Regions from separate parts of the Mus musculus genome. Here all the other regions are linked to region 3. A link is a contact called in public HiChIP or PLAC-seq, Micro-C and promoter capture Hi-C data. All regions are on one chromosome and are shown on one strand. The core of a region is the stretch at or near the end of the contact, and the rest is flanking DNA. Distances in the headings are between cores, read along the strand shown. Region 1 holds the start of Nf2 (neurofibromin 2). Region 2 holds the start of Hormad2 (HORMA domain containing 2). Region 3 holds the start of Ascc2 (activating signal cointegrator 1 complex subunit 2). Region 4 overlaps Nf2 (neurofibromin 2). Region 5 overlaps Nf2 (neurofibromin 2). Region 6 holds the start of Nipsnap1 (nipsnap homolog 1).

What was found. Promoter capture Hi-C pulls out the DNA fragments that hold promoters and counts their contacts. A called contact is a pair of places that touch in the nucleus more often than the background predicts. HiChIP or PLAC-seq counts read pairs in DNA pulled down with a chosen protein or histone mark. Capture Hi-C pulls out chosen DNA fragments and counts their contacts.
Region 1: a contact with region 3 is called in a promoter capture Hi-C map of pancreatic islet. The contact joins the promoter of Nf2 here to the promoter of Ascc2 in region 3. A contact is called at or near these places in 14 of 39 promoter capture datasets (the 3T3-L1 cell line, 3T3-L1-derived adipocytes, the C10 cell line and 9 more), 2 of 484 Hi-C or Micro-C datasets (forebrain and regulatory T cells), 9 of 115 datasets of contacts at active chromatin or transcription factors (the SCID.adh cell line, bone marrow-derived macrophages, cardiomyocytes and 4 more) and 3 of 9 other capture datasets (adipose tissue, liver and pancreatic islet).
Region 2: a promoter capture Hi-C map of hippocampal neurons shows a contact between it and region 3, with 6 times the contacts expected there. The contact joins the promoter of Hormad2 here to the promoter of Ascc2 in region 3. A contact is called at or near these places in 19 of 39 promoter capture datasets (the 3T3-L1 cell line, 3T3-L1-derived adipocytes, the C10 cell line and 13 more), 8 of 484 Hi-C or Micro-C datasets (the N1E-115 cell line, cerebral cortex, embryonic stem cells and 3 more), 5 of 115 datasets of contacts at active chromatin or transcription factors (the NIH/3T3 cell line, bone marrow-derived macrophages, embryonic stem cells and 1 more) and 1 of 9 other capture datasets (adipose tissue).
Region 4: a contact with region 3 is called in a Micro-C map of muscle stem cells, with 6 times the contacts expected there. The contact joins the enhancer-like site here to the promoter of Ascc2 in region 3. A contact is called at or near these places in 7 of 39 promoter capture datasets (cranial neural crest, hematopoietic stem and progenitor cells, hippocampal neurons and 3 more), 1 of 484 Hi-C or Micro-C datasets (muscle stem cells), 2 of 115 datasets of contacts at active chromatin or transcription factors (effector CD8 T cells and embryonic stem cells) and 2 of 9 other capture datasets (adipose tissue and liver).
Region 5: an H3K4me3 HiChIP or PLAC-seq map of bone marrow-derived macrophages shows a contact between it and region 3, with 3 times the contacts expected there. The contact joins the enhancer-like site here to the promoter of Ascc2 in region 3. A contact is called at or near these places in 11 of 39 promoter capture datasets (the 3T3-L1 cell line, 3T3-L1-derived adipocytes, the C10 cell line and 8 more), 3 of 115 datasets of contacts at active chromatin or transcription factors (the SCID.adh cell line, bone marrow-derived macrophages and embryonic forebrain) and 3 of 9 other capture datasets (adipose tissue, liver and pancreatic islet).
Region 6: a contact with region 3 is called in a promoter capture Hi-C map of adipose tissue. The contact joins the promoter of Nipsnap1 here to the promoter of Ascc2 in region 3. A contact is called at or near these places in 3 of 39 promoter capture datasets (the C10 cell line, the SN4741 cell line and liver), 2 of 484 Hi-C or Micro-C datasets (CD8 T cells and embryonic stem cells), 1 of 115 datasets of contacts at active chromatin or transcription factors (memory CD8 T cells) and 2 of 9 other capture datasets (adipose tissue and macrophages).

The regions. Positions count from the first base shown.
Region 1 is chr11:4,847,107-4,851,716 of GRCm38.p6, forward strand. It overlaps Nf2 (neurofibromin 2), which reads right to left and starts at 2,438. Exons shown (of 17, transcript NM_001252250.1): 1 at 1,766-2,438. The coding sequence starts at 1,879.
Region 2 is chr11:4,439,688-4,444,196 of GRCm38.p6, forward strand. It overlaps Hormad2 (HORMA domain containing 2), which reads right to left and starts at 1,395. Exons shown (of 11, transcript NM_029458.1): 1 at 1,190-1,395.
Region 3 is chr11:4,635,063-4,639,394 of GRCm38.p6, forward strand. It overlaps Ascc2 (activating signal cointegrator 1 complex subunit 2), which reads left to right and starts at 2,688. Exons shown (of 20, transcript NM_029291.2): 1 at 2,688-2,760.
Region 4 is chr11:4,769,065-4,773,879 of GRCm38.p6, forward strand. The region is part of intron 16 of Nf2 (neurofibromin 2); the gene reads right to left. Among named protein-coding and RNA genes, the nearest start is that of Cabp7, 24 kb to the left of the region's middle. Within about 2 kb of position 2,922, at least 24 of the 459 cell types and tissues checked have an H3K27ac peak or open chromatin away from gene starts, as enhancers often do. A contact at or near this core is called in muscle stem cells, where this site is marked.
Region 5 is chr11:4,824,705-4,829,271 of GRCm38.p6, forward strand. The region is part of intron 1 of Nf2 (neurofibromin 2); the gene reads right to left. Among named protein-coding and RNA genes, the nearest start is that of Nf2, 23 kb to the right of the region's middle. Within about 2 kb of position 1,662, at least 64 of the 459 cell types and tissues checked have an H3K27ac peak or open chromatin away from gene starts, as enhancers often do. A contact at or near this core is called in the SN4741 cell line and bone marrow-derived macrophages, where this site is marked.
Region 6 is chr11:4,871,977-4,876,887 of GRCm38.p6, forward strand. Nipsnap1 (nipsnap homolog 1) reads left to right here and starts at 1,975. Exons shown (of 10, transcript NM_008698.3): 1 at 1,975-2,127. The coding sequence starts at 2,030.

The sequences.
Region 1 (4,610 bases), core at 1,188-3,687, 210 kb after region 3:
GCTAAAGAGTTGAGTAGTTCCAACACAACTCCAAAGCCGGTAAAGCTGAAGTGATTGGCTATGTAGCCACAGGTGCAAACAATCTGGCAACTCCTGACTCCTGACGTGGCTACCAATCCTGCTTGCCATGAATCAACACTTCGGGTAGCAAGGGCTAAACTGCTCGAGAGTCTAGGTATCATACTGGCTAAAAGCTCAGGCTCAAGTTCAAAATCTTCAGGCACTCTGCATAAAGGAAAAAATAAGGTTTCTTTCCACCTTTAAAAGAGAGGCTTTTACCATCTTCTGCAGTGTCAGCCACACAAGACTGCCTCCAGTTTCTGAGGCCAATCACATGCTTCCGACTAGCTACAAAACTGAAGGGCCACAACTCCACAACTCCCTCTTTGGGTTCAGCTAATTTAGTACTACACCTCACAGAACTTAGGCAAAAACACTCACATTTACCTATTTTTCATAGGATATTAAAAGGGGCACACGATATTATAAGACCTTTTTTTTCAAGACAGGGTTTCTCTGTGTAGCCCTGGCTGTCCTGGAACTCACTCTGTAGACCAGGCTGGCCTCAAACTCAGAAATCCACCTGCCTCTGCCTCCCAAGTGTTGGGTTTAAAGGTGTGTGCCACCACTGCCCAGCTTATAAGATCTTTTAAAATGTATACGGTAAGGCATGTGGGAAACGGTGCAGAGTTCATACTACTACTATAGTTTATACTATACCACTACTAGAGCACATGTTCAGATGGAAGCTCTCTAAGCCATATCCTTTCAGTTTATGGATGCTTAATTATATAGGCATTGTCGGTTAAATCATTGGCTGATCCTTCAGTCTTAAGGGAAGAACTGAGAAGTCCCAACCTTAAAGATCCTTTCTGGGAACCAGGCTGAATTCTAAAACTACTATAGCATGGCAACAGCATCCAGCTCATTAACACACAAAAAGAAAACGAATACTTTGGCGATTCCAAGGATTTTAAAAGCAATAGGCTAGGGAAGCAAACCAAGTATATTCCAGTGGCACAGGACCTATCTGACTGGCTTTTTTGTTGTTGCTTTGCTTTTTTGTTTGTTTGTTTTTTGAGAGTCAAATGTGTAAATGTCTGACACTTAGCAAGTGTTCAGGGTTGTGGATACAACCCAGTGATGGGGTGCATGCCTAGCATACACAAGGCCCTGAAAACACAAACACACACACACACACACACACACACACTCACTCACATACACACTCTTCAACAAAATGATAGCTATTATCATCATGTTAGAAACTATAAAGAGTAAATGTAAGACACTCTTTCCTCAAAGAGTTTTTTCCAGAAACTGAAAATTTTGGAACAGGGAAAAGTACGAGCTTCCAATATAACTAGATGTAACTTTTAAGACCTAGGGTACACAGTTAATACCTAGCGAAAAACTCCCTGGAGTTTTAGGCGCGAGTTCTACACACTGCACACCGGTTCGTTTCTACGGAAGATTCCAGTGTTTCCCAATAACAAATGAATGAAAATAACCTTCGGGAAATGCCAAAACCAAGAACCCCACTTTAACAAACAAGCAAACAAACAACTAGCTTTAACTTGTGATCTGGCCCTAGAAAGCCTCTTCCGGTTCCAGATAATGATATATACGGAATCCCTTAAGCTTGCACTTCGACTGTCACCACAGCGAGGGCACCCCATGGGTAGGGACCCGCGTCGCTGCCACCAGACAGGCAGAGATTCCGCGGCTCTCCACTCACAGCCCGTCGGGGTCGGCGGCCGGTTACCTCGCAGTTGAACTCCATCTCGGCGTCCATGGTGACGATCCGCACCGTGAATGTCTTGGGCTGCTTCCTCTTGAGTGAGCTGAAGCTCATGCGAGAAGCGATGGCTCCGGCCATGGCGCGAGGTACCGGCCTTGGATCCCCTCACCCCTAGGCCCGCGTTCTGGGTCTCTTAGCCCCCCTGGAGTAGCTGCACAGGCCTCAGGGCCACCATGGTGGCCGGCTGGCCGGCCCGAGACAGACCTAGGCTGCCTGGGTCCCCAGCGGCCAGCATGGGCCGCGAGGACCCGGCTGTGGGTGCGGAAAGATGAGTTAAGGGACAGTCTCTGACGACGGGGGGGTCGGGGGGAGATGCCGGCAAAAGCACGCGCAGCCCCGAGCTTGGAGCTTCGGGCTGGGGACGCCAGGGACGCCTTTGGACAGAAATCCTAGACGGCTGCGGCGCCGACGCCGGGCCTCTCAGCGACCCCCGAGGGTCGCGGGGCCGCGCAGTAGTTGGGAGCGCACACGCGCGTGCGTGTCTGTCACCAGCTCCGCTCCGCGCGCCCTCGGGAAGCGTCCTCTACCAACCCCCACCTCAGCGACCTGCCGGATCCCCGCCCCGCCCCGCCCTCCGGACTCCCACTACGCTACTCAGCGACTCACCCTAACACTTTTTTCTCTAAGATACTGTGATTGGCAGGAACGCCAAAGGAAGCGGGACTTCCGCTTCGTCCCGCCTCCTGGAGGCCTACTCCACCAATTGAAAGTTGCACTGAACGAGGGCCGCCGGTCTGTTCTCGGCGTTGAGTGGCTGTAGATGCGGTCACTCCGAGCGCTTTTGTTCCTAAAGTATACTCCTACTCTAGCAAGACTGGTTGAGAAGGAGCGGGCGGCGCCTTTCCCGGGAAACCTGTAGAGGCCGGGACTGCACCGCACGAGGTACTGTTGCAGTCAGTGAGAGATCCCATTTATAGCGTCTTACCAGAGCTTCAGTCGTATCTGGGACATCCGGCCGAAATTCCTTTTTGACACTTAATTATATATGCTGACTCAATATTTTTCAAACTTTAAAAACACGAAGTGAGGCCGCTTAAGTTGCCCCGACTTGCCTGCCAGATCCTTCAACTTCTTTTTAAGAGAATTAGAATAACCACAGAATTCATGATAGTCCTTACCTTACTAGGTGGTTGAGGAATTGAAACTTGCTTAATACATATAGAAAGCTAATTTTATTTATTTTTTTTTTTTTTTTTTTTTTTTTGAGTTTTTCGAGACAGGGTTTCTCTCTGTATCCTTGGCTGTCCTGGAACTCACTCTGTAGACCAGGCTGGCCTCGAACTCAGAAATTCGCCTGCTGCTGCCTCCCAAGTGCTGAGGATTAAAGGTGTGCGCCACTATTGCCCGGCAAGAATTTTCATTTTACCCTCTGTTCCTTTGTTTGGTTTTTTTGTTTTGTTTTGTTTTAATTTCCAAGCTACATACTTGGAGTACTTGTAGCTTAACGTCATCAAATGTATAATATGCTTAGGAAAATTTCAACTTTCTGGGGATTTGTAGAGTTTTTACTTGTTTTAAAGATACATTCCCCAGGCACTGCTGCTGTGAAGAGACACCATGACCACAGCAACTCGTATCAAAGAAAACATTTAATTGGGGACTTTTTCTTCTTTACAGTTTCAGATGTTTAGTCCATTATCAGCATGGTAGGGAGCATGGTGGCATGCATGGTACTGGAGCAGTAGCTGAGAGATGGCTATATCCTGATCTGCAGGCTTGGAAAGCAAGACAACCATTTGGCATGGGCTTTTGAAACCTCAAAAACCACCCCTAATGATAGACTTCCTTCCACAAGACCACACCTCCTAAGCCTTCTAATTCTTTCAAATAGGGCCACTCCTTGGTGACCAAGCATTCAAATATAAGCTTATGGGACCGTTCTTAGTCAAAGCACCACAGTTTTGTTTTTTTTTTTTTATCTTATGTATATAAATGTTTTACAGCACATATGTGCATTGCATGTATACCTGGCACACATGTCAAAAGAGGGTTCCAAAGCCCCTGAAACTGTAATTCAGTCCTTAGCTACTGCATGGGTGTTGGAAACTGAACCTGGGTCCTCTGCGAAAGCAACATTTACTCTTAGGCACTAAACCACCTTTCCAACCTTTGTATGTCTATTTGTTTGTTTTTGAGACAGGGTCTTCCTGTGTTATTTGGGGTATCCTAGAACCCCTGAGCATGTCCTCTTCCTCAGCCTCTCTTAAAACCATAGCCCTGGAGCCAGGCATGGTGGCACATGCCTTTAATCCCAGCACTCTGGAGGCAGAGGCAGGAGGATTTCTGAGTTCAAGGCCAGCCTGGACTGCAAAGTGAGTTCCAGGACAGCCAGGGCTATACAGAGAAACCCTGTCTCGAAAAACCAAAACCAACCAAACAAACAAACCATAGCCCTGGAAGAGCATGGTGCTACACACCTTTAATCCCAAATTGAGGCAGGTGGATCTCTGTGAGTTTGAGGTCTATAGAGTTACAGGACAGCCAGTGCTACACAGAAAAAAAAAAAAACAAAAAACAAAAAAACTGTCTCAGGGGGGCTGGTGAGATGGCTCAGCAGGTAAGAGCACCCGACTGCTCTTCCAAAGGTCCTGACTTCAAATCCCAGCAACCACATGGTGGCTCACAACCATCCATAATGAGATCTGACTCCCTCTTCTGGTGTGTCTGAAAACAGCTACAGTGTACTTACATATAATAAATAAATCTTAAAAAAAAAAAAAAAAAAAAAAAACTGTCTCAGGAAAAAACCAAAAAACCCTACAGCCCTGGCTTGACTTCTGTTGTTTTGGTTTGCTTTTGTTTTATTTGG
Region 2 (4,509 bases), core at 145-2,644, 200 kb before region 3:
ATACATAAAGCAAAACACCTATACAAGTTAAAAAATAATAATACAAATAAAAACCATTTTTTAACACTAAGCAAGCAAAGAAGGTAATAGACACTAACATCTGACCTCCAAATGCACACGAATTTCCAGGTGTATGAAAACACAGATGTGCACAGAGAGAAGTAAAATGCTCTGGGCTATATGGCGAGCACCTTTGGGGTGGTACTCAGGAGGGAGGGGCAGGTAATCTCTGAGTTGGAGGCCTGGACAGCAGGGCTACACAAAGACCTGACTCAAACCGGATTTAATAAACGCCTTTAATACCAGCACTCGGGAGGCAGAGGCAGGCGGTCTACAAAGTGAGTTCCAGGACAGCCAGGGCTATACAGAGAAACCCTGTCTCAAAACAACAACAACAACAAATACAAAAACAAACAAACAAACAGACCTGACTCAAAAAGCAAAAACAAAAAAACACGAACAAAAACCATCAAATTTTAATAAAAAAATTGAAGATCAGCAAGAGAATTTGGTTTGCCCAAGTCCTCCCTGTTAAACCTTTTGCTGAGCGTACGTCAATAAATTATTAGCCACCATTTTCACAAATTCCATTTGTCCCTGATAATTCTGCTACTTCATGCTTGCTCGGACTAAGCGGTTCCTACTGTATTAATTAGGTATTTGTTCACGCTCTTTGGTTTTTAAAAATATATTTCTCATGCTAGTTCCATTAATCCATATATTCAACGTTTACTGTGCAATTTGCACTGTTCCAGGTAAAACACGGGATTACAAAAAGTTAAATATGGTCTTTGCCTCAAGAAATGAATGGTCTGATGAAGGAGAAATTAGGCTATCGTCCTAATAAAATCTACCACCTTTTAGGGGCAAGAACCACGCTTACACTTTGCTTTCACTAGGTGAGCAGATAACGTACTACACGGCCCATTCATGCTCCTATCATGTATATGTGCATCTAAATCAGGTTTCCACACACTAGGGAAACCTGACTATGTGTCGTTCTGGGTCTGGCTTATTTCACTTAATTTAGTGATCTCCAGTTCCAACTTTTAAAAAAGGCCTAAATCATTCAGCTATTAAAATGATGGAAATTCAAGGTCTACCAGTTCATTCCTCGCCACCGCATCGCCACCAGCTCTTTGTTTAACGTGTGAAGTTTTTCACCGTCCAGAGTAGGCAACCATGATACCTGAAGCTTCCGGTCCTCGTTGGCCCTCCGCCACGATTACACGATTACACTTCTCCTCAGAGGGCTGGCGAGTTCCACAGATGAACCCAGTCAATTAAAAAGAACAGAGAAGTGTGAACTTGAAGACCCCAGAACCCACCCGAACGCCTTCCTCCGGAGACCCCGCGTGTGAACACGCGGCGAGGCCTTCCCCTCGGCCTTTACCTCAGCAGAGGCCAACGGCTTTTCCTGGCAAAGCCCACCCCTCGGCTTTACGACTTTCCGGCCAGGGCCACAGGAGTCTCCTCATGCCTAAGTCTAAGGTTGGCCCCTCAGCAGGCCTTGCTCTACCTCATGAATATGCAAAATAGGGCAGCAGGCAGCCTACCCACCCGGGCTGTGGGCGGAGCCTGCGTTCCCTTGGTGTGGGGAGCTCCTGGAGCCTTCGAGGACTGCGGACTGTGAGGGGACGCCCACTTGGATCACCTACATAACCAGAACTGAGGAGAGGCAGGGCATGGCTGATGGGAACAGTACACCTGATGGGGGTTCTCCAAGATCTGAGGCTGGAGCCTGGGAGGGCCTGGACTCAAACAGAGCGCTTTGCAGTCCTGGGGGCTTTGCAAGTCTCTTTCCTAGACTTGGACCCCACTGTAATCTTCTACTGTAGTGTTTAATTATGCGGCTAAAACTTGCCTATATTAACCTTTCTTTGTGCTTCACCTATCTTAGCCCCACCCCCATCCCCATCCCCGCCTTTCTCGTGTGTGTGTGTGTGTGTGTGTGTGTGTGTGTGTGTGTGTGTACACTAGGGAGCAAGAGGGAGACATAGCCAGAAGCAGAGACACCTAGGAGAGTCCAGAGTGGTCATGATGACCCTGAGCCATGTGAGGAGAGGGAGCAAGGTATGAGAAAGAGGAGAAGGGGAACCGGGTGCAATGACCAGGAGGCAATAAAAGGGGGGGGGGTAACCAAAATGGTTGGATTATATAGGGAAGTGCACCCCAGCCCGTAGGTGGAGAGTTCAGGGTAGGGACAAGGTTTGCCAGACAGAAAGGCCCTGGTTGGACTGAGAGATGCTTGGGAGAACCTGGTGGCCATGTCTGCTTTAATATGTTAAATAGGCACCTCAGCCATTTGTCTGGGTTTGAGACCTAACATAAACCACAATCCAGGTAAAAATAGTTTAGATTTTTTCAACCTTTGCCATAGTTAGTGCCCCTCCCTCCAATCTTCACAATCAAAATGGTTTCTAGACTGCCAGCAGTCCCTCCTTCCAACTAGGTTCTGCTTGGATCCTGTACTTTCCAGAAGTAACTTTTTATTTGGTTTTAAAGGTCCATTCCAAGTCTCAGAATTAACTTTCCTGGTTGGACCCTCAGACTCCCCTCTATACTGCCTGTCTGTCTTTGTTTTCCTTTGCTGTAGTAAAGACATCATGACCAAAAGTAACTTGGAGGGAGAAAGGGCATATTTTATCATCCAGCTTACACAGCATCTTGAAGAGAGGTCAGAAACTCAAGCAGGACAGAAACCTAGAGGCAGGATCTGCAGGAGAGGCCACAGAAGAACGTTCCTTACTGCCTTGCTTCCTCAGGCCTGCTCAGCCTGCTTTCTTACACAACACAGGACAGCCCACAGAGGGCTGAGCCCTCCCACATCAGTCAAGAAAATGTCCCCACAGACTTGCTCACAGGCCAATCTAATGGAGGCAATCTCTAACTGAAGTTCCCTCTTCCCCAATGACCCTGGCTTCTGTCCATTTGACCAGTACATGCATGCATGCCTGTGTGCCTGCAGACACATGTGCACACACTAACCTAATTATCATATGCTTTGCAGTCTGAGCTCAGCCAATCAACGCCATGTTCAAAGGCCTTCTGTCTTGCCTTTACACTAATGGCCATCTAACATATTCACAGAGCTATTTTCTCACGTTTTTTTATTATTCTATTTCTTTTATGGCATTTAATAATGGGTTTCATTTCTTTCTTAACCTGCTCTATCTAGAATGTGTGTGAGATAAACAAACAAGCTTCATCAGAATATCTCCAGATATTCGGTATAGTACCTGGCAAATGGTAGGCACTTGACAAACATTGGTGGGTCAAATGTGCTGGTGTGTGCCAGGTATTCTCAGCCATTAGGGAAGTTGAGACAGGAGGACCTCTCTGAGTAGGTTAGTAAGTAAGGTCCTGCCAATAAATACATACATATATACATACATACTGTACTGGCTAGTTTTGTGTCAACTTGACACAGCTGGAGTTATCACAGAGAAAGGAGCTTCAGTTGAGGAAATGCCTCCATGAGATCCAGCTGTAAGGCATTTTCTCAATTAGTGATCAAGGGGGGAGGTCCCCTTGTGGGTGGTGCCATCTCTGGGCTGGTAGTCTTGGGTTTATAAGAGAGCAGGCTGAGCAAGCCAGGGGAGGCAAGCCAGTAAAGAACATCCCTCCATGGCTTCTGCATCAGTTCCTGCTTCCTGACCTGCTTGAGTTCCAGTCCTGACTTCCTTGGTATTGAACAGCAGTATGGAAGTGTAAGCTGAATAAACCCTTTCCTCCCCAACTTGCTTCTTGGTCATGATGTTTGTGCAGGAATAGAAACCCTGACTAAGACACATACATACATACATACATACATACATACATACATACATACATACATACATACAAGTGAAAAGAAGCATCATGGCTATATAGCTCAGTAGAGCACCTGGCCCAATCAGCATGCAGCCCTCAGGTGAATCCTCAATATCCCAGAAATAAATAGGGAACACCAGTGAGATGAACCAATCACTTCCCCTCTCTTCCTCCTAAGTTTGTTTTCCGTGTTTCTCCTCCTTGCCATTGCTGGCTCCTTGTAATTTTGTTTAAAGCATGAAGGATGTAGGGCAAGTGCGCTGTGAGGCCAGACAGAAAAACTGGTAAGGCTGAGTGAGCTCAGGCCGGGAACCTCAGAGACTTGAGCTCCTACCCATTTCTGTACCTGCTCTGGAACAGGTAACCATGACAACCCACTGGGAGGACCATGGTGATCAGTCATGTAGCATAAACACCTAGAGTTCTCCATGCTGATGAGGTATCTAGATAGGCCTCCATAATTCAGCCAAGGAGCTGCCCTTCCTGGCCATTCCTTCCTGCCAACGGTATTTAATCCCTGGTTCACCCTGAATAAATGTATACATTCATATTCACCATCAAAGAAACCAGTATGAACAATCACGGATCATTTCATCACTAAAGGCCGATGTAGGGAAGGCCTTCATCTTAAAGAGCCGCTTCTAAATCTCCCTGGCCTTCTCTCTTCCAACCCTTCCATACTCTCAATTCTTACTC
Region 3 (4,332 bases), core at 1,438-3,937:
CCCAGATGGGTCCTGGGGTCATCTCCTACTACCGTGTGGACTTGACAGAAAGTAACTTTACCCCCTGAACCACCTCACAGATCCCATAGGGATCTTTTTTAAAGATCAAGATATTTGCTGCAGAAATAAGATCCTACCTCAACAATTCTGACTTCTAAAAGTTGTCTTCTGAGCTTAGCATGCACACTGTGGCACCCCACCACTGCACACACAAACACACACACATAACAACAGCCACAACAAAAAAACCAAAACACTTTTTATAAAACAGAAAGAAAATTGTTGAGCTATGTATGGTGATTTAAGCCTGTAATGCTAACTTTTACTTAAATGATGGAGGCAGGAGGATTATGAACTCAAGCCCAGCCTGAGTGAGCTTCATAATAAGCATACTGAAACCCCATCAAGAGAAAGAAAGAAAGAGAGAGAGAAAGAAAGAAAGAAGAAAGAGTAGAAGATAGAAAAGAAAGAAAGAAAGAAAGAAAGAAAGAGAGTAGGAGAGAGGAAAGAAAGAAAGAAGAAAGAAAGAAAGAAAGAAAGAAAGAAAGAAAGAAAGAGGGGCTGGAGAGATGGCTCAGCAGGTAAGAGCACCCGACTGCTCTTCCGAAGGTCCGGAGTTCAAATCCCAGCAACCACATGGTGGCTCACAACCATCTGTAACGAGATCTGACTCCCTCTTCTGGAGTGTCTGAAGACAGCTACAGTGTACTTACATATAATAAATAATAAATAAATCTTTTAAAAAAAAGAAAGAAAGAAAGAAAGTAGGAGAGAGAGAGAAGAAAGAAAGAAAGAGTAGGAGAGAGGAAAGAAAGAAAGAAGAAAGAAAGAAAGAAGAAAGAAAGAAAGAAAGAAAGAAAGAAAGAAAGAGAGAGGGTAGGAGAGAGAGAGAAGAAAGAAAGAAAGAAAGAAAGAAAGAAAGAGAGAGAGAGAGAGAGAGAGAGAAAGGAAGGAAGGAAGGAAGGAAGGAAGAAAGAAAGAAAGAAAGAAAGAAAGAAAGAAAGAAAAGAAAGGAAGGAAGAAAGAAAGAGCAAACTAGATAGTGATGGTACACAGCTTTAATCCCAGCTCTTGGGAGACAGAGGCAGGCAAATCTGAGTTCAAGGCCAACCTGGCCTACAGTTTATTATTAGTTAATAAACTTAGTTACAGTTTACTATTAGTTCCAGGAGGGCCAGAGTTACACAGAGAAACACTGTCAGAGAGACAGACAGACAGACAGGCAGGCAGAGAGATAGACAGACAGACAGAGAGAAACAGAGAGAAAGAGACAGAGACAGAGACAGACAGACAGACAGACAGACAGGACATGGTTTGTGAATTTGGAAGCAAATTCTTTTTGGACCTTCAGCTGGGACTCCAACCCTGGCTGATACCTTGATTGAAGTCTTGTGGGACACTCAGATGTAAACAGGACTTGCTAAGTCATGCCTAGATCCGTTGTTTATTTATTGTTTTTCAAAACAGAGTTTCTGTGTAACAGCCCTGGCTGTTCTGGAACTAACTTTGTAGACCAGGCTAGCCTTGAACTCACAGAGATAAGCCTGCCTCTGCCTCCCTAGTGCTGGGATTAAAGTCCTGTGCCACCACCACCCAGTCAGGTTTAGATTCTTAATCAAAGAAAATGTGGGCTGTTTTGTAATAAGCTGCAAAGTCTGTGAGAACTTTTTTCGTGGTGAAATATAACCAATTAGCACACTCCTCCCATTTCTGGTTTAGAGCCCATCTACCCACTAATTCAGCCGCTTAACATCTCTCCCATTACTTCACAACTATTTGCTTGTTTTCCTGACAATGTGAGCCCTTCCACAGTATAGCCCTGGCTGTCCTGGAACCCTCAGTCATTCCTCAGCCTCCCAAGGGCTAGAATTACAGGCTGCACCAGCAGCAGCAGCTGGCTATTACCCACTAGTTTTCTGTGATGATCCTTATCCAGCCTTGGGAGCCACTAGCTCTTCACCATCTGAGACATTTCTTTGGAAAAAATGTATCCTGTTCTTAAAATAGCTATACTCAGCCTTTCTGATTTAAACAACATGTGGTAGACACTTTTAACTCCAGCATCTGCGAGGCTGAAGCAGGAGGATAGTCATCAGTTCCAAGCTATACTGAGTTACACAGTGAGTTTTGGGTCAGCTTGCCTACAGTGTACCCGGCTAAATACATGGACAAATCTTAAGTGTACAATTTGCTAAGTCTGCCTAAGTAAACCCATCTGTCCGTCTGTGTATGTGGCCACCGCCAAGATGAAGACCTCCATTTTCATTTGTGGGATCTTCCTGTTTACTAACCTAAGAAGTAACCACCATCAAAAGCCATAACTACACATTTTTAACTGTTTTAGAGCGTTCGGTAAGTGAACTATACGAGCTCATCTGCCTTCCTCTGCTCTCTCAACGTCACATTTGTGATTTTGACTCGTTCAAACTTCTCTGGATTAAATTTGAAAACTGGTAACTGAGTAGGGTGGAAGCCTGGATTTCTGAGAGCTTCCCAAACTGGATTGCCTTAACCCAGGAGGGTGGCCACCAAGAGGGAGTGGTCAGGGTCAAATTCCTGCGCCTCCAGGGGGCGGGGTCGTCTCTGTGGGGCGTGGCCGTGGCATTCCCCACCTCCACAGTTGGCGCCGGGGGCGGGGCCAGGCAGAGCAGGTTGGCTTCCTTTCTGCGCCTACGGAATCGCAGTTTGACCCCGGAAGTGCTGGATCTGTGGAAGCTGTGGTGTTTTGCAGCTGAACATCTCGGGTGTGGAGCCGGGGAGGTAAGTACGTGCCGGGGCCCCACCGGTGGTGCTCGGGAGGAGCCAGGACCGTGCTTCGGGCGCCCTCGGCACCCTCCAGCCCACGGGCTTCGCGGCGGAGCCAGGCTTACACTGCCCCAGCCGCTGTGATTCCCCCCACTTGGAGAACCAGAGCCTGGAGTTCCGGTTCATTTTAAGGCTTGGTCCTAGAGAGACCTGGGACGATCCCCGGTCCCCACCACCTTCTCCCAAGCTTCAGTTTCCTCCATGTTCATTCATTTGTTCAGCATGTATTTGTTGATCGACAGCCACGTGCCTAGTACAGACCTAGGCGCAGAGGGTACAAAGAGCAGGACAGACGAGGCTCTGCTCTCGTGAAGCTTACAGTCTAGAGGAAGGAGACAGTTACACATTAAAGATATGACAGTGAGTAACAAGGAGAGAGACTACAGGGAGAAGACCAGAGAAGGTTTTCTGATAGAGAAACTAAAGCAACAGTAGCTCCGAGATGCTCTCTGGCATATTACAACTGTTGATTATATCACGACCCTCCACCCGTCCACCCGGAAACAGTTAACTATTGATTGGCCTCTGCTGCTTTGCCCAGCATAGACTGTAGAGTGGTGCACACCGGTCCTGGTCCTTTTAAAACTCAAAGTCTAGTGCCTGCGTACATAGTTGGGACTGAAGCATCTAGAGTCAGATGTGATGACACATACTTGTAATCTCAGCACTCAGGAGGTTGAGTCAGAAAGATTGGTTCAAAAACAGCTTAGGCTACATGAGACCCTGTCTACGATGTAACAAAATTAATTAATTAATTGATTCATATATATATATATGTATATATATATGAATGAATGCGAGGAAAGAGTGGTGTGTGATGTTGCATATAGTAGTGTATACCAGCACTCAGGACACTGAGGCAGGAGATTGCTACAGTTAAGAGCCAGTTTATATGGCAAGACCTTGTTTCCTAGTATTTGAAAACAAAATTATGTTAATGCCAAGAAAAGCACTTAGAAGAGCACTCAGTATCTAACAAACATGCTGCTCTTGTCTTATCAATATGTCTTATATTGCCAGGGCTGGGCCAGACATATTGACTTGTCAATATGTTTTATATCACCTGGTAAGAAATAGCTGGTCATATCCTCAGCTTGTCTGTGAGGACATAGTGACTTCCTCCTCCTAGCCTTGATGTATTCATGTGTGTCATATGCTCTTTTGCTGGCATGCCTTTTGAAAGGGTTCGTTGATCTCCATTGCATGGCTGGCCCAATACACATGTCCTTCCTGTGGATAAGGCCAAGGTGTTATTTTAAAAAAAGAGAACACTGGGTGGGAACACTGACGAGCTGCTCTGCTCATTTGGTTTTGTATCCCGGGTTCACATACATGTGGGTACAAATGCATATGTGTGGAGTCAAAGGTCAACCTCGGGAGTTGGAGTTGTCCCTCAGAAGTCATCTGCTTTTCTTTTGAGACAAGTCTCTCACTGGCCTGGAGCTTGCCTGGTGGACTGTCCTGACGCCTCCTACTCTCCCAGTGCCGAGATTGCAAGCATATACCATCACATCCTGCTTCCTAGCT
Region 4 (4,815 bases), core at 1,672-4,171, 130 kb after region 3:
CCCAAATGTTCACCTTAGTGCTCAGCTCTGAGTGGGAGAACAGATTATGTTTATTGAGTGGACTGAATGAGAAATGAGCCACGGTTGTAACTAAATGGGATACACGAGGCTGTTTCCATTGCGGCTTGCTGTGTGGCCTCAGTAAACCCCCCTGCCGTCTCTGAACCTCACTCCTCTGGTGGAAAGCGATGGGACAGGCTAGCTGCTCTGGTCCTTCGGTAGTCTCTGATTCTGAAAAGTCTACAGTACTTACCAAAGCTCTACAAAGGGCAGGAGAGGGAGACTGTGAACCCACTTTACCATCAAAAGACAGGCAGCATTAGTGTGCTCAAAACGAGACAGCTTGAGAGCCGACTCTTTAAATCCTGCCAAATCTTTTGGCCTTGAAGTTCCTGACTAACAAGCTGAATGCAAGGAGGCATCTGAGCTGTTTTCTTCGGCAGAATCAATTCCAGAAGCTCCATGGAAGCCTCGTTCTGCCAGGAATGGAGAGAGCTTTTCTTTGCCGAGGTAAACACCCTCCAGACGGGAACTGCATTTGGCTGGGTCTCTCCTGCAGTGGCAGCAGAGAGGGGCCAGTGGGGGTGCGCTTTGTGATGATGGGGACCAAAGGTAGTAAAGGAGAAAGAAGATGGCACCAGAGATCTAGGACCAAAATCCTCTCCGGGAAGGGTTTGAATCCAAAAGTGTCCCCACAGTTCTGGGACAACTTCAGGAGGTTTCTTGGGATAAGGAGCCTGCAGGCAGGGACAGGACACACCCAGAGCCACTTTCAGTGAAATGTTGGCACAGCGAAACATAAACCAACTGTGACACGGGGTGATGCAGCACTTTCTCATGGGGTGGCAGAGAAAATGCTAGACGCCCACTTGGTTCACGCCGAGGGCTCATCAGGTATCATTCCTTACGGTGGCATCAAACCCCGCCTGGGGAAACAGTCCTGGTTAGGGTAAGATTCAGGCAGAAGGGCCATGCACTGTGCCAGCCTCTGAGTCAGGATAGACAGTGACCTGAGAGGCCTGGCTACTTCCCCAGGCAGGACGCCCAGGCAATGGGGGCCTCTGAAAGTCTCTCTCCTGTTTCAACAATGTTGGCTCCAAGAATTCCTGGATCCACTACCCAAGCATGTTGGCTGTCCCCTCAAGGTGCTTGGGGAGGGTTTTGGCAACATGCAATTCCAGGTACTCAAGATGAGCTTGTTAGGGTGCAACAATGCTCCTACCAGAATCTCACCAGTGCTCCACTGCAAGGAGAGATAATCTCTTCTCTTACCAGAAGGGGGTCTGTCCTCAGTGCAGAGGACAGTACAGGCAGGAGAGTGGCATTTCAGGGGCCCCAAGGCCCATAAATCCACTGTATAGGGTAGCTGAGAGCCTCCTATGGTCACCTCCCAGTTCACAGGGAAGCCTGACAGACTATCCTACCTTATGCCCTTACCAAGCAGTTCTTGGCACTTCTAATTCCATCAGGGAACCCAAAGTCTGAGGAATTTATAGTGTGTGCTCACTTCCCACTGCTGGAATGCTTCCAGTGGCCACCTCTGACTGCTCCCTCAGCAGTATCCTTTATCTTAAGACATCAAATGCCCTCCTCCTGGCAGGACTGGAGGGCAGAGCTCATGCAGGAGGGAGGCAGACAGTGATTCAAGGGTATTTGGGGAGAAACCTTGAGCTTCCTTTTTTAGTATGCACTCAAGGTACCCGCTGAGCCCCACAACGGAGGCGTTTCAGAGCCCAAGCTCTCATCTTGGGCACTGCTACTCGTTTCTGTTGGCCATGCTCCTGGCTAGGCACTCTGTGGGCAAGCTGACCCATGAGATCTATTTCCACCTGTTGTCTTTGATATAGGCAAGGATCATTCTAGAAGGCTGCTTTCCACACTTAGAGCTTCAAGCAGGAGATAACCATGAAAGGAAAGGCTCAGGCTTAGAGAAAGTGGAACATGGTGAGCCCTTCAACAAACATCCTGGGTTTCTTATGAGAGTCTTATATCCACGAGCCCCACCACTTGGGCTGCCCTGTTGCCCAGTGACAGGACTGGATCTCTATGCACACAGCACAGCAACGCCTCTGTAAGATGCAGGGAGTGCTATGGAGACAATTCCACTAAGATTCCAGCCTCAGCTGAGGGGGTGGGGCATGGTGGTGCATACCTTTAATGCCAGCACCCGGGAGGCAGAGGCAGGCGAATCTCTGAGTTTGAGGCCAGCCTGGTCTACAGAGTGAGTTCCAGGACAGCCAGGGCTATACAGAGAAACCCTGTCTCAGAAAACCAACCACCCAAAGAGCCCAGTCTCTAAAAGAACCCAGCCACGGTGTTCATGTGCACCCTTTGGTTATGGAGGTGGATCCCTTAATTGTGGGGTGCAGAACCTCAAAGTGTTCACGTGTGCTTCTGGCTGTGAAGCTGCATCATCTGAATGTGGGGTGCGGTACCCCTGAGGCTGTGGAGGCAGACTCCTTTAATGTTGGGTGCAGGCTCTGCTCACACCACTAAGATACCTGGGAGGTTAGACTGGACAAGGAGAGTCCTGTATTCCATCAGGCAGTGAGACTGACGTGCTCATGACATGGATATGCCACCAGGCCCCATGTACCATGCTGGGTCAATTCTGGGGCCTGCCTATGTCTGGTGTCCCTACCTGAATCCATGAACAAGCTAGCTGAGCTCATGCTGACCAATGGCTACTTTGCTACACTCTGCAATGCATAGACCTTCAAAACTCACACTGGATCCAGACAAGGGCAACACAGGCATCTGGACAGTCAGGCCTTGCTCCTCTGGGAAGGCTAGAAGCCACGAGGAACCTGCTCAGAGTGCTCCATCCAACGGGCTCCTGCCAGCTTCCTCTCGAGAGATGACTAAAAGAACATGCAGCCTCGTCACTAGGCACTAGCTGACCCGCTGCTCTCTTCCAGCTGTCTCTTCACATCTGACTAGAACCAGCCCAGTGAATAATACAGGAGGAATTCAGTGCTCTCTTGAATGAGCCGGCTGTTCGAGGCTGTCACTAATCCAATTCTAATTTGAAGAGACCAACTTCCTTTTCTTTCTCTGCAGCAGATCTATGTGGCTTTGTTTTAATCATAAGGGCCTCTGACCTTCCTTCCCACCTCGGCATATACAGACAGCCCCTGGAAGACCCTCCTTTCCTCCTAGCCACAAATGATCAGGCTGTAGAAGGGAGGACAGAAGCCATTTAGCAAAGCAAGCCCTCCACCCCCTGCTCCCCAAATTATGCATTAAATGACAAAAATGGGAAAACCAGCAAATCTAAACAAGTTTGGATTTGGGAGATACATCTGTTTCCATAATAGGACAGGCCTGCATACCTGAATTCCCAGTACTTGGGAGGCAGAGGCAGGCATAGTACAGCATTTGAGGCCAGGCTGGCATAGAGAATGCCAGACCAGCCAGAACTACACAGCAAGGCCCTATTTTAAATACCAAACCAAACAAATGAACAAAAGACAAGAAGCTAAGGCAGGCACATGCCTATAATTCCAGCATTAAGGAGGCTGAGACAGGTGCATTCTAAATTGTTCATCCAAGGTTAGACAGTAGACACATTGTCCTAAAAAAAAAAAATGGGGCTGGGTCAGTGGTCAGCACTTGTCTAAAGATGTACAAGGCCTACAGTTCAATTCCCATCACTGCAAATAAACTAAATATAAGAAAAAAAAAATAGATTTGCTAGAAATGCTGGAGGGAACCTTTAAATATCAGCACTAGAAAGGTAAAGACAGAAAGATCGTTGAGTCCCAGGCCACCCTGTTTCAAACAAAACAAAACAACAACAAATCCTTCAGAAAGGCCCTGCCACCCAGCTGGTTTGCTCTCATCTCTCTCGGTGCGTGGATCTGCAGACTGAGCTGTCTCCTGCTCACTGTAAGACATGGACTCCATCAGGATGCTCCTGGGAAACAGCTCCGGGGCTGGCCTGGTGGGCCACAAGCCCAGAAGGTACCTATGACCAGTGTTGCCATCTGATGGCCCAGGACTTTGGAGTCTAACTGCTAGGGTGCTTCCAACATTGACTCCAAGAGCGCCCCCTGCTGGAAAACCCACTGTGAGATGGCAGACTGCCGACTCTCCCCATCTCTCCTCCTTTTTTGGGGACCATTTTCCCAGAGTGATAGAAGGGTAACAAAATATATTCCAGCATGAATCCTGCAGCAGCAAGGCTGCTTGATTAAGAATGAATTACACTTTCATCAGCACAGAAAGGAAATTGATTCACAAGGCTGTATTGTGACAATCTTGTCCTAATGCAAAAGGGAGTGGAGAGGCGGACAGGACAGCGCCACTTTGGTTATCAGTGGGGAGAAAAGCAGCTCTACAATTAAGCTGAAAGAACAAACTAATCAGGGCACCAGGATTCCTTACACTAGTCCCTGGGGGCCTCGCCTCAATCCACTCATCCCCAGGGAGAAGATGCAGGTGGGAGGGGGCTGCCTAATTCATTTTAAATAATAAGACCCACAGTGCCGAACCCATTTTAGATACTAACCTAATAACCCCAGTGCTGAGACTCAGCTTGTCCCATAAAAATGCCGTGGAATTGAAATGCAAGCCCTAAAATCATGTTATACTTCCTCCTCGCCACTACATATTGAAAATGAAGGAGCAGGGGAGGGTGGAGAGAGAAAAGGACATGCAGATTCTCTGGCACGAGGATCTGCAGGGAACAAGCAGACTCTGGAGCAGAAAGGTGACAGTTAGAGCCAGCACCAGCAAATTCAACATGATCTTTGTTTGGGGTGCAATAAACATTCCCCTTCCTAAAACCCCACGGAGCCAAGGTGGAAGTGCCAA
Region 5 (4,567 bases), core at 412-2,911, 190 kb after region 3:
GAGGAAAATACCTAATAAAAAAAAAAAAGGCAGTAGGAGAGAAATAGCCTGGGACTGGAAAGGAGGCAGCCCCAGAACAACATTTAAACAGGCTAGAAGGAGAAAAATTTAAAAAGGACACCTACCTTCATTTCCAGCGTGAACACCTGGTATCGCAGGGAAAAGAGAGAAGGAACACAGAAAAAGCAACACGTTTGGGGGAAAGAGATGAGCAACTGAGTTTTAGACAAGCTGCCTAAAGAAAGCAAGTACCCTGGTAGTATGTACCTTTAATCCCAGCTTGGAACGCCAAAGCAGGCAGATCTCTGAGTTCAAAACCAGCCTGGTCTAGATGGTAAGTTCCAAGTCAACCAAGTCTACCTTGTCTCAAAAACAAAACCAAAACCAAAACCCACAGCAAGCAAGGTAGAGATGCCTTAAAGACATTTAAGCTTCAAGCTCTCTGGGCTAGGAGCTGGCTCAGCTGCATGTGCCACAAAGCTAAAGACCCCAGTTCCTTCTCTGGGACAACAAGGTAGGTGTGATGGTTTGTATATGCTTGACCCAGGGAGTGAGAGTGTCACTATTGTTGGAGTAGGTGTGTCACTGTGGGCTTTATTACCCTCCTCCTAGCTGCCTGGAAGCCAGTCTTCTCCTAGTGGCCTCCAGATGAAGCTCAGAACCAGCTCCTCCTGCACCATGCCTGCCTGGACACTGCCATGCTCCTGCTTTGATGATACTGGACTGAACCTCTGAACCGTAAGCCAGGCCCAACTGAATGTCAGTATAAGAGCTGCCTTGGTCATGGCATCTGTTCACAACAGTAAAAGCCTAACTAAGACAGTAGAAGAGAGCTAATCCCACAACTAATCCTTTGATCTTCATATATGGGCTCCCACACAGACATAAAGTAAATAAATTTAAATTTTTTAAAAAATTAAAGCCGAGCAGTGGTGGCGCACACCTTTGATCCCAGCACTTGGGAGGCAGAGGCAGGTAGATTTCTGAGTTCAAGGCCAACCTGGTCTACAAATTAAGTCCCAGGACAGCCAGGGCTACACAGAGAAACCCTGTCTCGAAAAAGAAAAAAAAAAAATTTAAAAGACCTTCACTTATAAAACAAAACATTCTCAGATGAGACAGGAAGATTACTTAAGCCCAGGAGTTCAAGATAGTTCAGGGTAGTATAGTGGGACCTCATTCCAAAACAAAAGAAAATATTTTGTCTAGTAAGTTTTGTTTTGGTGTTTGTGTTTGTTTGTTTGTTTGTTTTGCCAGACATGTTGGGTTACACCTGGAATCCTAGCCCTTGAGAGGTCGAGGGAGGAAGTGAGCTTTGACTATACACAGAGACTCAAAAACAACAATAATAAAACAAAAAGACCTACAAGTTTTCTGTTTGGTTAATCTCCACCTATAAAAGGCATTGCTTTTCAACATGTTCTTTCTCAAATGTATAAGATCTCCTTTATCTTCCTTTTTTGAATTTCTGTTTCTGTACAAACAAGAACTGTTGGCCAGAGGTGGTCTAGAGAGTTGTCGAGTTGCTGTGGAAGAGATGCTTGGCCTTCTTGGTACAAATCGATTTGCCTGAGCATGATTATTTCCCTGTCTGGTACTGCACTATGCTGATGCTCAGATGACTCACTGTCATTGGAAGATCTCTGTAGACTGTAGGCATCTCTAACTAGGAATGGCATTAGTCATCATCCCCAGTGACCAATGGAGAGTACACAGAGTACACAAGACATCCTACAGCAGCATCTAATATGACTGACTAAGTGACATTAAAACTCAAGGCTCAGAGACTTAGATCATAGCTAGCCCATATATCCATCCCTTATCCAAACAGTGAACACACAGTGTGTCTAGGACAAACAGTGAACACACAGTGTGTCTAGGACAAACAGTGAGCACACAGTGTGTCCAGGACAGGGGTGCTTAAGGTACAGAGGATCGATGGTAACAAGGGACAAGTCTTCACATTTACAGTTTTGAGCAGAAGTCAGCCAAGAACAGATGATCATCACAGTGAGGTTTTCAACACTGAAACAATTGATATGACAGGGATACCCAGGGACTGTTGGGACTCCTAAGAAAGAAAACCCCCTTTTCACAGAAATGACATCTAGACTGACTCATGGTGGAAAAGAGAAGCCAAGAGCAAGATTGGGTTTGAAGAAGACAGCAAGAAAGGGTGTTACAGAGAGAACAGTTTCTACAAAGGTCTAGAACAAAAAGGGTTCTTAGGGGAAATGAAGTATTTTAGTTTTACTGGAAAATACTTCTGAACTTACAAAAGAACCAAAGTAATCCAGTGAAACGGTTTAAGGTAAAGGCACCCTGCCACCAAATTGATCACCTGAGTTTGACCCTCAGGACCAAGAGGAGGTCCTCAGGTGGCAAGAGGAAAGAGATTTCCTCTCAAGCCCAGGAGACTTGAGGGAAGTGGTCTTCACTAAGGAGACACACTGGCTAAGCTGGGTCTTGGGGTGGAAGGGGTTGACAAAAGGTTATGCCAGCCTGATGGCATGTGTCTGCACTTGGGACACACACACACACACACACACACACACACACACACAGATATGAAAAAAATGAGAACTGAACTACAGCTACACATACTGGCACACACCAACAATTGCAATCCTAGCACTCAAAAGCTGAAGCAGGAGGACTGAGTTCAATGTCAGCCTGAGTGCTATAGGATAGAACACAGACATACAGAAGGCAAGTTAAATCATTACACAAGTTGGATACCTCAAGATCTCAGGGCTTCTTTCTAGGAAACAGCCAAAAAGGTATAGATAAGTGACTAATCTGCACCAGTATTTATCTCAAGTGCTGTTGCTGTGTGACCTTGGGCAAGTTATTGAACTTCCTTATGCTTTTACAAGGAGAATAAGCAGAACCTGTCTTAACAGATTGATCTAAGGATTAAGTGCACTCATACATTGAAAAAAGACTAAGACAGTGCTGGGCCCAGAGCAAATAAACACTCAATAAGGGGTAGCTCTTCTTAATTCTCACTTTGCCTCCCTCCTTTGATTCTCAAGTGTGTGCTGCTTAAGGCCTCCCGGCCCCACTTCATACCACAGTGATGGATGACAGGTGGAAAAGGGCACCATCAATTCTCATTGAGCTAACCATACTATCACTCATTTGACAAACATTTATTGAGCACCCACTACATCCTAGTCTTTGTGCTCAGCACAGGAGATAAATGATGAATTCAAGACAAGACACAGTCCCTGTTCCTGTCTGACACGGAAGACAGGTAAATGAATAAGGAAAAACAAATCTGCTAAGTGCTAACAGAACAGGCTGTGCCCAGGAAACTTTAGGGAGGGGAGCTTCACTGAGGAGACACTGGCTGATCTAGGTCTTGTGGAGAAAGCTGACAAAAGGAAGGTCATGCCAGCTTGAAGGAACAGTGTGTCTGCACTTGGGTCCAAGCTGTTCCAAAGTAAAGGAATGTTCTCTGCACTTTTCTAGGGTATGACAAACAGCATGATTTCCAATCTGCAGCACTGAATGTTCAATGCAGGGCTGAATATGTAGCTTGGGCCTGGTACATGTGACAACTCTCATTCTGCACAACTGACCTGGGACCGGGCTGTGTCAGGACACTAGATCAAAGCAGAGATGCATATAACAATAGCACGAATAGAAGCCAAGATGAATGGGATGTGTCTCCTATTTATTTTCTTATTAAAATATTCCTAGCCAGGGCTTGATGACACAAGCCTGTAATCCCAGCCCTTTGGAAGATGGACACAAATTCTGAGCTAGCCTGAACTGTGGAGCAAAAAAAACAGTGTTTCTGACACCTGATGACAGGCACATAAGCCTTTCAGACCTACATTTACATAATGATAGACCTTCCTTTTTTTGTTGTTACATTTTTGTTTATTTGTGTGCATGCATATGTGATTGCATGTGATCACAGGACAATTTGTCAAAGTTAGTTCTTTCCTTCTACCATTTGGGCCCCAAACCTTTTGAATTGAGGTCATCATGTTTGGTGGCAAGCACCTTTATCTGACAAATAAATCATCTTGGTGGCACTAGATGGCTCTATAGACCTCTAAAATAATCTTTAAAATTCCATTTATTTGGGGAGGGGGTATACACAAAAATGTAGAGGTCAAAGGTCAGCTTGAGGGAGTTGGTTCTCTCCTTCCACCATGTGGATCCTGCAGACCAAATTAAGATCATCAGGGGACTGGAGAAATGGTGCAGCAGTTAATCCCAGCACTCGGGAAGCAGAGGCAGGCGGATTTCTGAGTTCAAGGACAGCCTGGTCTACAGAGTGAGTTCCAGGACAGCCAGGGCTATACAGAGAAACCCTGTCTCGAACCCCCCCCCCCCCCCCAAAAAAAAGAACACTGCTGCTCCTACAGAAGACACAGGTTCTGTTATTAGCACCCACATGGCAACGCAGCTCACAACTGTCCTTAACTCCAATTCCAAGAGATCCTGACACCCTTTTCTGAATCTATAAACAGCATATACACATGCAGTGCACATACAACACATGCAAGCAAAACATGAATAAACACAAAGAAAAATTAATAAATCTTAAAGA
Region 6 (4,911 bases), core at 725-3,224, 240 kb after region 3:
TCTTCAACCAAGGCCACGCTTCTAGTCCTTCCCAGATAGCTCCACCAGCTGGACACCAAATATTCAAACATATGTGAGCCTAAGATGGTCGTTCCCATCCAAACTCCCACATAGTTGAAATTTAAATGGCTGGGTTGAGGATAGCTCAGTTAGTGTTGGAAGCCGACTCCTAGCAGAAAGCGGCTACCATCTCTGCAGCCATCTTGGGCTGTTTACCTACAGGTGGTGCTTGTCCACCCTGACAAGAGACTGGTTTTCCTAGCAGGCTGGTTTTACAAGAAGCCCACCACAGCTGAACACACTCTGATAACATCTTGTTTTTCTCCTATACATCCTGGACTTGTGGTTAAGTGTCTCCAGCTGCACCCCACCCCAGCTTGTGCTTATATATACCCATAGCTGCCTTACAATAAATGAGACTGGAGACTGGAGACTTGATCAGACAGGCTGTCTTGTCTCCACTCCATTCTTCACATCTCTTGCCCCCTCAGTTCTCTCTCTCTCTCTCTCTCTCTCTCTCTCTCTCTCTCTCTCTCTCTCTCTCCCTCTCTCTCTCTCTCTCTCTCTCTCTCACCCTGTTGTCTGACCCACGGACTGGGTCACGTTAGTATAAGCCCAAAGACCTTAGTTCGATTCCCAGCACCACAGCAGGAGAGGTTGCTTGTAATCCCAATGTTGGGGAAGCATAGACAAGGAGATCCTTGGGGCTCACTTGCCAGTAGCCTAGCTGATGGAGGGGGCGGGGCATGGCTAACATCTCTGCCTTGGAGGTTTCAGTCAGCAGTGATTGGAGTGATTTGTCTGCTCCACCAGGCCTTGGCTGCCAAGAAGTACAGATAGGACTTGTTCAGCCAACCTTTGCTGTCTCAAGATCTTAGATGAGACCTAACTTGCCAGACTCACAGTTTGAAGCACTCCGGAAGTTAGTTATACCGGCTGTAAATCCCCTGCACCGAATTACAGTCGGTGGCTTGGCATCCTCCCCCACCCCACTCCCCCGTTGGTGTGTCTCTGTCCCTGTGTCCCCCAGGGGATCAGAAGGGATCCATCTCTGTGTGGGCTGAGAAAGCAAATATAGAGCCTCCAGGTGAATAGACAGTGAAGAGAAAATGTTTTTTGTTTGTTGTTTTAATTCCGTAGTCTCTTTTTGTTGTTGTTTTGTTTTGTTTTATTTTGTTTTTCGAGACAGGGTTTCTCTGTATAGCCCTGGCTGTCCTGGAACCCACTTTGTAGACCAGGCTGGCCTCGAACTCAGAAATCCGCCTGTCTCCCGAGTGCTGGTATTAAAGGCATGCGCCACCACTGCCCAGTTCGTCTCAGCCTCTTAAGTGCACCATCACACTCGGGCTTTGGAGAAAGAGCATCCTGCTTGCTCAGAGTCTTGTCCATCTGTTTTAAATGGTTAAAGAGACAGTTCTGCCTTTAAAAGCTCTTGGAGGAGACCTGAGTTTGGATCCCAGTACCCATTAGAGTGCCTCAAAATCTCCTTTAAACTCCAGTTCCAGGATATTTGAGGCTTCTGGACCCCCCCCAGGCTCTCTCTCTCTCTCTCTTTTAAAAATTGTTATAGATTTTGTTCTTTTGAATAGACAAATATTGTCTGTTGATGCCTTGACACAGAAGAACACAAGATGTAGACAGAACATTTGCCAAGCCATGTGTGAGGTCCTGGGCTCCACCTCCAGCACCCAAGGAGGAAGGGAACTCACATAGTTTGTGAACAATTTTAGGGGTATAAAGACTGTCTTTAGTTTATCCTCAGAATGTCCAGGACATACAACCCTGCGATTATCGAGATGAATTCCCAGGTACAGAGGGGAAAAGGTCGTTGAAGAGAACAGAACTAGTTAGCTGCAGAGTTTCAAGAGCTCGGAGGTGTGGGTATGGACTGTGCAACTGTAGAGTTGGGGGACTCCCACCTGCTTGTGTTTGAAAGGGAAGCTGGCGAGGGGAGGGCGTGGTTTTCTCTAGTCCTGCCCCCAGCCACTGGGCTGAGGCGTGGCTTTCCTCCAACCTGCTCCGGTCCAACATGGCTCCGCGGTTGTGCATCATCTCTGCAGCGGCACGGCGGCTATTCACGAAGCCGAGACCCCGTGCTGGGGACCTCGCGGCTGCGGGTGCTGTGCGGTGAGAGGCCGACGGGGCTGACTGCGTGCCCGGAACAGGAGCAGGGGAGGGGGCTGGAATGAAAAACAGACTCTCGGATTTGGAATTGAGGGGTTAGAGGCAGAGAGCTACCAGGATGTAGGCCTGAGGCTGAGAAAGAATGGGGAAGGTGAAAAGGTATGGGGATGGTTTTGGTTTTTAAACAGGTTCGTACTACATGTGATTCGACCTCGGAATCTTCTTGCCTCTGCCTCCCAGATAGTGAGGGTGTGCACTACCATGCCTAGCTGGGCAGGTTCTTTGTCCTGTTTGGGACCTGGATCTGGGCTGAGAATAAAAAATGAGGTGAGTGGGAGGGACAGGTTTTGAGCCCTGGATCCCGGACGAAGGCAGAGGATATTGGCAGCCTTTTGCCTGGCCTTTGTGGTTTAGCACGCGCTGGGGTCTTCTGAGCCAGCAGAAAGTTTTGGAAGGAGAGGAGGACTGGGGGTACGGTGGGAATTCCCAAAGTGATTCCGCACCCTGCTTTGTACAGGTGGGTCAACAGAGTGGGGTGGGAGCTGTTCAAGGTCAGCGTCCGTGCCATGTGGAGGCAGCTCTGGATGTTAGGACCCAGGTCTTACGATGCACTCTGCACTTTGTACCACGGCTGGTGGCCTCCTAGGAGAGAGGCTCAATTCTGGCTTTGGAGAGCTTGGCTTCCTTCCCCTGACTGGCTCTGGGCTGCTCCTCCCTCCTCGATGCCACGCCCGGTGCTACCCCCATCTCTGCACCTATCACCCGGAGCACTTCTGACCCTGCTCTCCTGTTTCCCCAGCCCCACACCCTCACAAGTTTTAGGACAGGGTTTGTGCAAAAAGCATTAGCTAAAGAAGTGGAACACCTGCCCTCACACCTGTGGAAAGGGACCTGCGTTACTCCTGCCCCAGCCCAAGAATGTGGCCATGGAGTTCCGTTAGATCGCTGTGCACATTAGGAAAGCACGGATAGAAGAGTTGGGACGCGTGCCCTTCACTTCCGTGCTGGGTAATGAGAGAGAAGCCGACAATGGGAAAAAAGCCTAGAGTGTACCTTGTAAACTCAGCCTTTTCTGGAGGGATGACCTTGGGTAGGAGGAGAAAATAGGATGTGTCTGATAGCCTTGTTTTCTATTGCTAGGAAGAGAACTCAGGAGTTTAGGTATGCTAGGCTAATGTAGTGCTCTCTCCACCAAGTAAACAATGACATCTCCAGCCCTCATTGGATTAAAGAGACCATGCTTATGCCTCAAACAATTTCTGTCATTGTGAGAAAGGATATCCAGAAAAATAATCTTTTATAACATTTAAAAAAATATTTTAAGCCTAGAGGTGGTGCATGACTTCAATTCAAGCACTCAAGGCAATCAGATCTTGGAGTTCAAGGCCAGTCTGGTCTACAAAGTGAGTTCCAGGACAGCCAGGGCTACACAGAGAGACCCTGTCTCAAAAACCAAAAGGAAAAAAAAATTATTTTGGGCCAGGTGTGGCAGCATGCACCTTTAATTCCAGTACTTAAAAGGCAGAGGCAGGAGGATCTCTGGGTTGGAAGCCCTCATAGTTCTACATACCCAGCTCCAAGACAGTTAGGACTACATAGAAAGTCAAACAAACAAAAGTTATTCTGAGGACTAGAGACATGGCTCACACTTCTGAGCACTGGCTCTTTAAGAGTACAGAGGTTGATTCCCAGCGCATGTGCACTCACGCATGCACTGGTTCACAGCTGCCTGTTACTCTACTTCCAGGCCTTCTTCCGGCCTGGTCCAGGTGTGCAAGTGATGCCCATGCAGGCAAAAACCAACACATAACATAATTTAAAAACTACTTTGTGTGCATATGCAAATGAACACTTGTATTTGTGTGTGTGTATGTACATGTACATGTCATATGGTCGGTCCTATGGCACATGTGTGGAAGTCACCTTGTGGCTCCCAGGTATCTAACTCAGGTTGTTAGACTTGGCAGCCAGTGCCTTTACACTGGCCCAAGATCATCTGTTTTTCCTTTATTTCTTCATTTATTGTTTGTTTGTTTGGTTGTTTTGAGACAGGGTTTCTCTGTATAGCCCTGGCTGTCCTAGAACTCACTCTGTAGACCAGGTTGGCCTCGAACTCAGAAATCCACCTGCCTCTGCTTCCCGAGTGCTGGGATTAAAGGCGTGCGCCACCACGCCCAGCAGGATTTTACTTTTACTTATGTGTGTGTAGAGGGGAGAGAGAATGAGAATGTGCACATGGGTGCAGGTGCCCACTCAGGCCAGAAGATGGAGTGGAATCCCCTGGAACTGGAGCTGCTCTACTGATGGGGGCGCTGGGAACCAAACTCAGGTCCTCCTCTTAACCACTGAGCCAGGCGTCCAGCCCACAAGATCATCTTTTATGATACCCATTTCGCACATGAAGACAGTGAGGCAGAGAAAGGAGCGGAGAGTTGGTGGTAGCTCTTATGTGGCAGGCACTCAGAGGCGAGCTGCTTCTGACTTGGCAATCCTGGCTAGTTGATGGTGAGTCTCGGTTTCCTTCTGTAAAATGGGCATGGTGAGCCCTGCTATGCACTTTCCCCAGGATTGCTGTGAAGGGGCTGGACACTGATCAAGCCCTTGTCAGTGACTTGCCCATAGTGTCTGTCTTTCGTGGTCTAATGCTCTGGTCGTACCCGAGACTTGAGACCACCCCTTTTTCCTGACCCTCAGCCTGCTCTTTGCCTTTCTGGAGTCACTCCTGGGGCCATCGGTAAAGAGACCTCATGGTAGACCCTTAACACCAGGAGCCATCTGGCTGCCCCC